2 separate regions of the Mus musculus genome follow, and region 1 is linked to region 2. Evidence: chromatin contacts called from public HiChIP or PLAC-seq data. All regions are on one chromosome and are shown on one strand. Each heading gives the region's core, a stretch centred on a gene start, on an enhancer-like site or on the middle of the called end of the contact. The rest is flanking DNA. Distances are from core to core; before and after follow the strand shown. Region 1 has its middle 13 kb from the start of Gm52552. Region 2 overlaps Hc (hemolytic complement).

The links. HiChIP or PLAC-seq counts read pairs in DNA pulled down with a chosen protein or histone mark.
Region 1: a BATF HiChIP or PLAC-seq map of CD8 T cells shows a contact between it and region 2, with 26 read pairs. The contact joins two enhancer-like sites. A contact is called at or near these places in 1 of 15 datasets of contacts at CTCF or cohesin (CD8 T cells), 3 of 484 Hi-C or Micro-C datasets (bone marrow-derived macrophages, nephron progenitors and olfactory sensory neurons), 1 of 115 datasets of contacts at active chromatin or transcription factors (CD8 T cells) and 1 of 9 other capture datasets (liver).

What each region holds. Positions count from the first base shown.
Region 1 is chr2:34,936,805-34,940,701 of GRCm38.p6, reverse strand. No RefSeq gene overlaps it. Among named protein-coding and RNA genes, the nearest start is that of Gm52552, 13 kb to the left of the region's middle. Within about 2 kb of position 1,626, at least 91 of the 459 cell types and tissues checked have an H3K27ac peak or open chromatin away from gene starts, as enhancers often do. A contact at or near this core is called in CD8 T cells, where this site is marked.
Region 2 is chr2:35,021,960-35,025,787 of GRCm38.p6, reverse strand. Hc (hemolytic complement) reads left to right here. Exons shown (of 41, transcript NM_010406.3): 19 at 830-903; 20 at 1,529-1,668. Among named protein-coding and RNA genes, the nearest start is that of Hc, 38 kb to the left of the region's middle. Within about 2 kb of position 2,082, at least 10 of the 459 cell types and tissues checked have an H3K27ac peak or open chromatin away from gene starts, as enhancers often do. A contact at or near this core is called in CD8 T cells, where this site is marked.

The sequences.
Region 1 (3,897 bases), core at 377-2,876, 85 kb after region 2:
TGTGTGTGTGTGTGTGAAGGGGCTTGTAGGTGGCTTTTTATGTAGATGCTGGGCACAGAATTCCAGTCCTCACACTTGCGTAGCAAGAGCTTTACCGACTGAGCCATCTCCCCAGACAGGCCCCATTGGAGAGGTTTTAGGGAAAGAGTTTGGGGGTGTGAGGCACTCAGGGAAGCAACCCCTCCAGAAGAGCCAAGCCACCCACCGTGGGCCTAAGTCTTCAGACCATGGCTGATAGCCTGCCTTACTGGATCAGCCAGGAGCCTGCTGGGGCTACTCTGTGGAAAATTCCCTTGTACACAAAGCCAAGATCTCGCTCCATACTCTCACCCCTGAGCACAGATCCATCTATGCCGTAGTCCCCAGCCCAATAATGTTGGAGCCTATTTGAGACACAGCTCCTCCCTGTCACCTCTGTCCTCCCTGGGACATTCATGTCCCATATGTATTGTGTACTGTGGGGTGATGAGGGCACCCCAAGGCCCTCAGAGCACGTGCTGTTAGGACAGTCACTTGCTGTCTCTGAGGTCACACCACGGGCAGGAGGGTGATGATAGACATAGACCCTGAGCAGCAACTATTTCAGAAGTGCATTTTCACTTGGCCTCAGTCTTCCTATCTATTGAATGAGGCCACTAAGCCCTATGAGCTAACTCGGCACACCATCACACACTGCCAGAACTCAGGTCTCCTACTACATGGGAACATATACCACATGGACACACACACACACACCATGCATATACACACATACATTAAACAGCACATACCACACAGATATACACATACCACACAGATACACACATACCACACAGAGACACACAGATACACACATACACCACATATACACACACCATATACCACATACCAAACACCATACACAGATGCACATACACCATACACACACACACACACACACCTTTCTGCTAGGAAAGCTCCCTTTGCAGATGACAAGGATTTCATCTTCTAATTCTGTTGTCTTAATCTACGTGGGTTATCAATTTCACAGGTAAGACAAGTGCAGTCTTGTCTTGGGATATGAAGTAACTTGCCCCATGGCCCACAGTTAGTTTGTGACTGAGCTTTGGCTTCAGCAGGAGACTGATTATACTCTCACCTTTGACCCCTGAATCTACCTATCCAGCATAGTGATCACTAATGCATGTGGGTGTACGGCAGTAAGACAGGCTCAAGACAGCCCGTCATTTGCGTAGACTTGGACATGGGAATGTGTTGCAACTAAGTTAAATATCTTTATTTGAGAAAGCATCTTGGATTCCCCAGGGGGGTACAAGGTCATCACCAGAGAGATTATAAAAAGCATCATAAGAGCCCAAGGCAGAGAAGATGAAAATGAAAAGAGACACAGAGATGACAATAGAAACCAGTAAGTAGCTGACCTAGAAGCCTGTATGCAGCACAGGGGGGCACTTTTACCAGAGCCTGACAACTTGATCTAACCCTGGAAATCTCACTTCGGGCTGCTAACCTCCAGGGCTGGAGGAGAACGTGGCTTTGAGCCACTGAGTTTGTGGTAATATGTTCCAGCAGCCACAGGAAATGAGTGAAACCCTTGCATTGCGGCTGCATCCAGTTGAGAAGTGTTGAAACCTACCACACAGACTTGATAGCAGAGAGAGAATTTTGCTTATCTCATTAATGTTTCATGTGGCTGACATGCTAAAGTGATTTCAACATTCTGGATATTAGATTTCTAGGAAACTTAGAAACATATCCATAGGCCACGTGAGCTCGACACCCACCCAACCACAGGAGAGGACTCTTTCCATTGCCTTGGCCAGAAGAAACAGGCCCTTCCCCCTCTGAGTGGCCTGTGGCCAGCTCTGCAGAGCTGGGGATGGGGATCCCCCTCTACACACATCCCTTCAGGTGGGGAATACTGTGGTGGGGGAGTGTCCCCCACCCCTCCTTACTCCCCACCCCTGGTGTCCCTGTAAGAAGTGATGGTTATTTTTAGCTCTCGCTGGCTCAGCACAGCTGGCTCTGAAACCTTGCTGGGTTGTAAGCCAGCCCCAACTGCCATCTCCTTGCCAAGGAGGGTCTCGGGAGAGGTCAGTTCCGTGGTTTTGGGGCCTTTCTGGGCCTATGAGCAAACTCCCAACCTCCCTGGCAAGGATAACCATAGTCCATGGTTTTTGGATAATGAAACTGAGGTTCCTTCGAGGTTCAGAAGTGGCTGCACTGGGTCTTAGGAGACCTTTCTCTGGCACTATGACACTTGGCAAGGCTGACACTGTGGGTCTGTCTGCCCAGTGCCAGATGCTTTGGGGCCTCACACAAGCTTTTTTTGAGGCAGAGAGATAGCACTTTGTACCTTGCAAAGTCTTCTTGCTTTCATTTTTTATTTTCAGTGATGGGCTTGACCCCAGAGTCCCTGGTGTACTAAGCCCTAGGAAAGTACTCTAATCAAGACAAGAGCTAGCCAGCAACGTGAAGGAGGCTGGCACGCAAGCCCTTCACTTGCTGAGCCATCCCACCGGCCCATGGGCAAGAGTGCTTGTGAGTGTTCTGTAAAATGGCATCACAGATGTGCTCCTGTAGGAGCTCAGGGTGAAGTGAGGAAAGTAATCTGCATAAATTCTTAGCCCCGAGCCGGCTCAGGAAATGTTTCCTTATAGCTAATGCTGATCCATAACCTCGCTGGACCCTCTCAAACACCGGTGTGTAGAACAGAACACGTGCAGTCAATTTGTGCTCGCTTTTATGCTGGGGATTGAATCCAGGATCGCCTATGTGCTAAGTACCTGCTCTACCACTGAGCTACACCCCAGGCTCTCAGCAAACACCCAGTGGCTGTGGATGTTTTTGTAACCTGCAGACTGAAGCCCCGGATGCTTAGGAAACATGCACAGGCGTAAATTATCTATCAAGGAGCTATTAAACAAAGCCCCGCTGCTGCTTCACCTTTCTTTGCCCAGGTCAGCCTTCCCTCTGCACCGCACTGCTGGCTCCTCCCTTAAACCTCAGCCTCCGGTCTGTCCTTGGCTCAGGCTGCCTCCCTTGTTCTCCTGTAGCCTGAGGAGGTAGCAATTTCATCAATGCCCAGGTTAATTTGAAAGACCAATCTGGCTTCTTTATGGCCTCTAATTATTCAGCAATCATCTAGGTGTGACTGGAAAGGAATTTTGTGGGTGTAATTACCATTTTTAATTGGTCAGTTTTAATGAAAGGATTATCCTAGTTGATCTGTTAGCAGGTGCTTGGAACCAAACTGAGGCTGCCCTGGAGACGAAAGTCACCTTGAGTGCAGGAAGGGCAGCTGGCCTTGCCCGCTGCCTGCCCTGGGGTGGGTTAAGGGGGTGTCTACTGGCCTCGGTGGATCCCACAATCAAGGCAGTTATTTGCAATAAATCAATCCAAATGATTTAGTCTAGAAGATCTTATTTTGTCCTCACACAATATGATCTCTAAATGTAAGTTTGGTTTTAAGCGTACAAAATAAATCATGATTCAATGTAAGGTCGGGTCTCACTTTAAGTAACTAGGACATCAACAAAGCCACTGGAAAACTTATCCTAAGGTCCCTTAGCTATTACATAAACAGGTGCAGCAATCGTGTTCCCTAAAGCCCTGGATGCGGCAGCAGAGGAAGGCTTAATGCTGGCTTCTGTGCTTTGTGTCCTTAAGGGGCCAGCTCCTACCCTTATGAATCTTAGTTACTGTGGGGTTCCAGAGAGGAAACTCCTTCAGGAGGCCAGAGGAGATGGAGGGGGAGGGCTTCCTCCCTCCTTAAGGAGCTTTAAGACTTCATTGTATCCTCCCGATGCCTTTCCAGAGTCCTGCCCAAGGCTAATGCCAGTGCTCCAGGTGTGTAGAGAGTACTCAGGGGCACTGTCTGGTAGCCAGAGGTGTGCCAATAGCTAAGGGGTAGGAGGG
Region 2 (3,828 bases), core at 833-3,332:
CGGTTACACTGACATGCAACTCATTTTTATAGCTTTCTTCCACTAGCCAGGAAACCAGTGGACAGCAGGACCACAGCTTACAAGCACTGGGTACTTGGTAATCATTGATATCGTGCCTGATAAAGAATGGCTTAGTCACAGGCAGCAGGTTTTAGCTAGACTGATTTGTTACAAGCAGTATTACAATTCATTACTTTACTCCTGTATTCTGGCACCTAACATTAGGGAATGTATCTTTCTTTGTATTTTATGCTCTGACAGGACAACAGTTCAGAGATATCCTTCTCACCGCCAATGCTCACACCACAGGTGCAATGTCTGCAAACCTGAGATGGGTGGGCAGATGCTGAATATTTTTGTCTGGATGAGTTTTTCCTTACTAGCAACTCTAATGTTTCACTGTAGTTGAATATTGTGTTTGTTTCTCTTCCTGTTTCTGCGGTAAAATACCTAGCAAAAGCAACTTAAGGGAGGCTGGGTTTGTTGTGGCTCACAGTTCTAAGATTCAGGCCATTGCTGCTGGGAAGTCTTGGCTGCAAGAACCTGGGACATCAACAACTAGGAGGCAAATATAACAAGCACTCCTGCTTCATGCAAGAATCCAAGCCTAGGGAATGGCACTGCCCACGAATGGCACTGCCCACATTGAAGGGGGAATCTTTTCTACTCAGCTGACCTAATCAGAAAAATAGCTCCCAGGCATATCCAGAGGCTAACCAAATCAAGAAAACCCTCCATGGGGACAGCCAGAGGTTTGTCTTGTGGGTAGTCCAGATCTTATCAAGTTGGTGATATTAACCATCACAAATATCAATGTCTGAACTTCCAGAAAACAGCTGCAGGTCACGCTGCCTGACTCACTAACGACTTGGGAAATTCAAGGCATTGGCATTTCAGACAATGGTAAGAAACTGTAAGTCACATGCTCAGTTGAGCAGGATTTGAATCAGCAAGATGGAGTTCTTTGTTACTGTACAGTCCATTCATCTAGGATACAAGGCAAAGTTTTTAATTTTCCTTTCCAAAGGCTCTAATGTACCTACACCTTTGAAGCGACTGAGTTTCTTCTGCTCCTCTACTGGCTGCCAACTATAAAGCTGAGATCAAAGCTGTACTTTCTTTCCCTTCTGACAGTGAGTGGGAGTTCGAGGACAGTTAGAACAACTCAATGTTTTCTCCCTTGGCTGACATTCCTGAGACGTGACTAATGCAGATACTTTATAAATAACTGCTAGATTACTTTCATTTGTTTAATTTTATTTATTTATTTATTTATTTATTTATTTATTTTACAAAAGCTTGGCCTCCACAATCAAAATTTTATACTCATTAAATGAAGCCAACAATAAACATCTTTAAAGATTTGATAATCTAGTTAATAAGCATTCTCGTTTTAAACAGAATTAAATATCTGGCAAGCAAATGAAACATTATTTTTTTAAGAAAGCAAATGTGACAAATTAGTACCAACAAAATGTGACAAGAATTCCCTAACATGATCCTACCTTGCTTTCCCTTTGGGCTGAAGGTATATGTGTTGCTGATACACTCAAGGCAAAGGTGTTCAAAGAAGTCTTCCTGGAGATGAACATACCATATTCTGTTGTGCGAGGAGAACAGATCCAATTGAAAGGAACTGTTTACAACTATATGACCTCAGGGACAAAGGTGAGTAGTGCTTTGAGGTATATTAGAATAAAGAGAGAAATGTGGTTAGAATAAACACACACACACACACACACACAAACACACACACACACACACACACACACACACACACACACACACACACTTTAACTCCAATAAGCATGTGCGTTGAATATTGTCCCGGCAGTACACTTTGGTACATGAAGAGAGACAGCTAGGAGGAAGGGACAGGCTAAGGGTTATGTGATGCCAGTCAGAAGGACAACGTGCAGTAGGGAAGGATGTTCAGGTGAATGTTCAGAGAAAGGAGAGCCCTAGTGTGGTTCACTACAGTTCCTCAGTCATCAGACTCTTACTCCCCACTCTCAGCCACAGCCTGCTTGCCATTTCCCTATCTTACCATTGTTAGTACCCCCACAGCAAGTCTGAACGTCAAAGAAACCCCCAACCCACTGACTGACTCAACCCTTCCCATCATCCTCCAGCCTGCTGACGCCTTTACTCTCCTCTCTGTACAAAGTAGCACTCATGAGTCATCATTTAGCCACACTCTCTGAAATTATATCAACCCTCATCAACTTCCCCCACCCCATGGACTGGACAGTGATGAACTCTGACCACGGGGAACCTGGCTTTTCTTTGTAGAGCACCTATAATAGGTTGACAGGTTTTATCACAGTCACAAGATGTTAGACAGGGACCCAACATGGTTCACAATTCTAAATATATTTTCTAATTTTATTCCTAGGACTGAGTATTTCAGTGATTCCCTCACCCAAATTTTGTATATATTCATATTTATATATGTATGCATATATTTGTATAAAGTTTGTATACACACACATTTCAAAGAAACTATGTATTCCATTGGTACACTTTCAAATCAGCTTCTAAAATTTTCATCTTAAGTTTTTTAAAGATACCAATCTGTAACTTTTTAAACACTTTTAAATATTTAAAAATTACATCAGTAGTTGAAATAAGACTGACACATCATTTAACGTATGTAGTGGGATCTAACTAGTGCAGACGAGAAAGGCATTTTCTGCCAACCCGTTGCTAAGGTGACTGCAGAAGAAACAAGGGGGTTGGCTTTACTGCTTCCAACCCCACTATGGTGGACAGATAGTCAATGGAGAGAGGAAAGACAGAGGGGTGCAGTGGTGGGTGGTGGAGAGGCAGAACTAGAGATGAGACGGTGCTGATAAGTGTGAGAGAAGCCTGTGGTGGCTGGGGGAACATGCACTGCTAAGGAGGGATGACAGGGTGGGTTGTGTGCAGCAGCCTGGGGCTTACACTCGGACTCAGCCCCACAGGCACATGGCACACTGGCTCTGAGCAACGACAGGATGTCCAAGATGAAGAACTTTGGTATCCGTGGTCCACTGTCCCATGCCCATGGTCCTACAGTAGCTGAGAGCCATGTTTATGTCCCTGGCCCAAGTTACCACTGAAAGCCATAAGGATGTCCTTGGCCTGGTCTGCTACCTGAGGCCATGGTGATCCAAGTCCATTCTGCCACCGAGGGCCAAGTCCAGGTCTGGGGTCCTACTGCAGCTGAGTTCTATGTCTGTGGTCTGTGTTACCACCAAAGTCCAAGCAGATGTCAATGGTCTGTGCTGTCACCTGAAGCCATGTTGATGTGCATGGGCCATGCTGCCACAGGCGACATACTGACCTGAGTAGCCTTTGCTGCCACCTAAGGCCATGGTACTTTTTGTCCAAGGCCATGCTGCCTCTAAGGGCCATGTGTGTGTCTGTGGTCCTACTGAAGTGGGGGTCTGTGTTGATGTTCATGGAAGTCCGTGGTCTGTGCTATCTCCAGAAACCATGTGCAAATCTAGGATCCATAATCTCGCAGACCAGAAAGGGCAGGAAAGCTACTTTTGCTATAGATGACTGCAGACTCACAGTTAAGAAAAGGGGACATTAAAACCTTCTGTGACAATCCCATCCCATCCCATCCCATCCCATCCCATCCCATCCCATCCCATCCCATCCCATCCCTGAAAAAGTAACAGCCTAAACAGAAAGTCACCAAAGAGAATTCTTTAAAATGGTGATAAAGATGCTGAAGCATCGCCCTCCACGAGAGACGCCTTCTGAAGTGGACGTGGTGGGGAGGACTCAGTTCCATTTAAGGGCTGATCACCAGGAGTTTGCCCATGCTCCAGTGAGTGC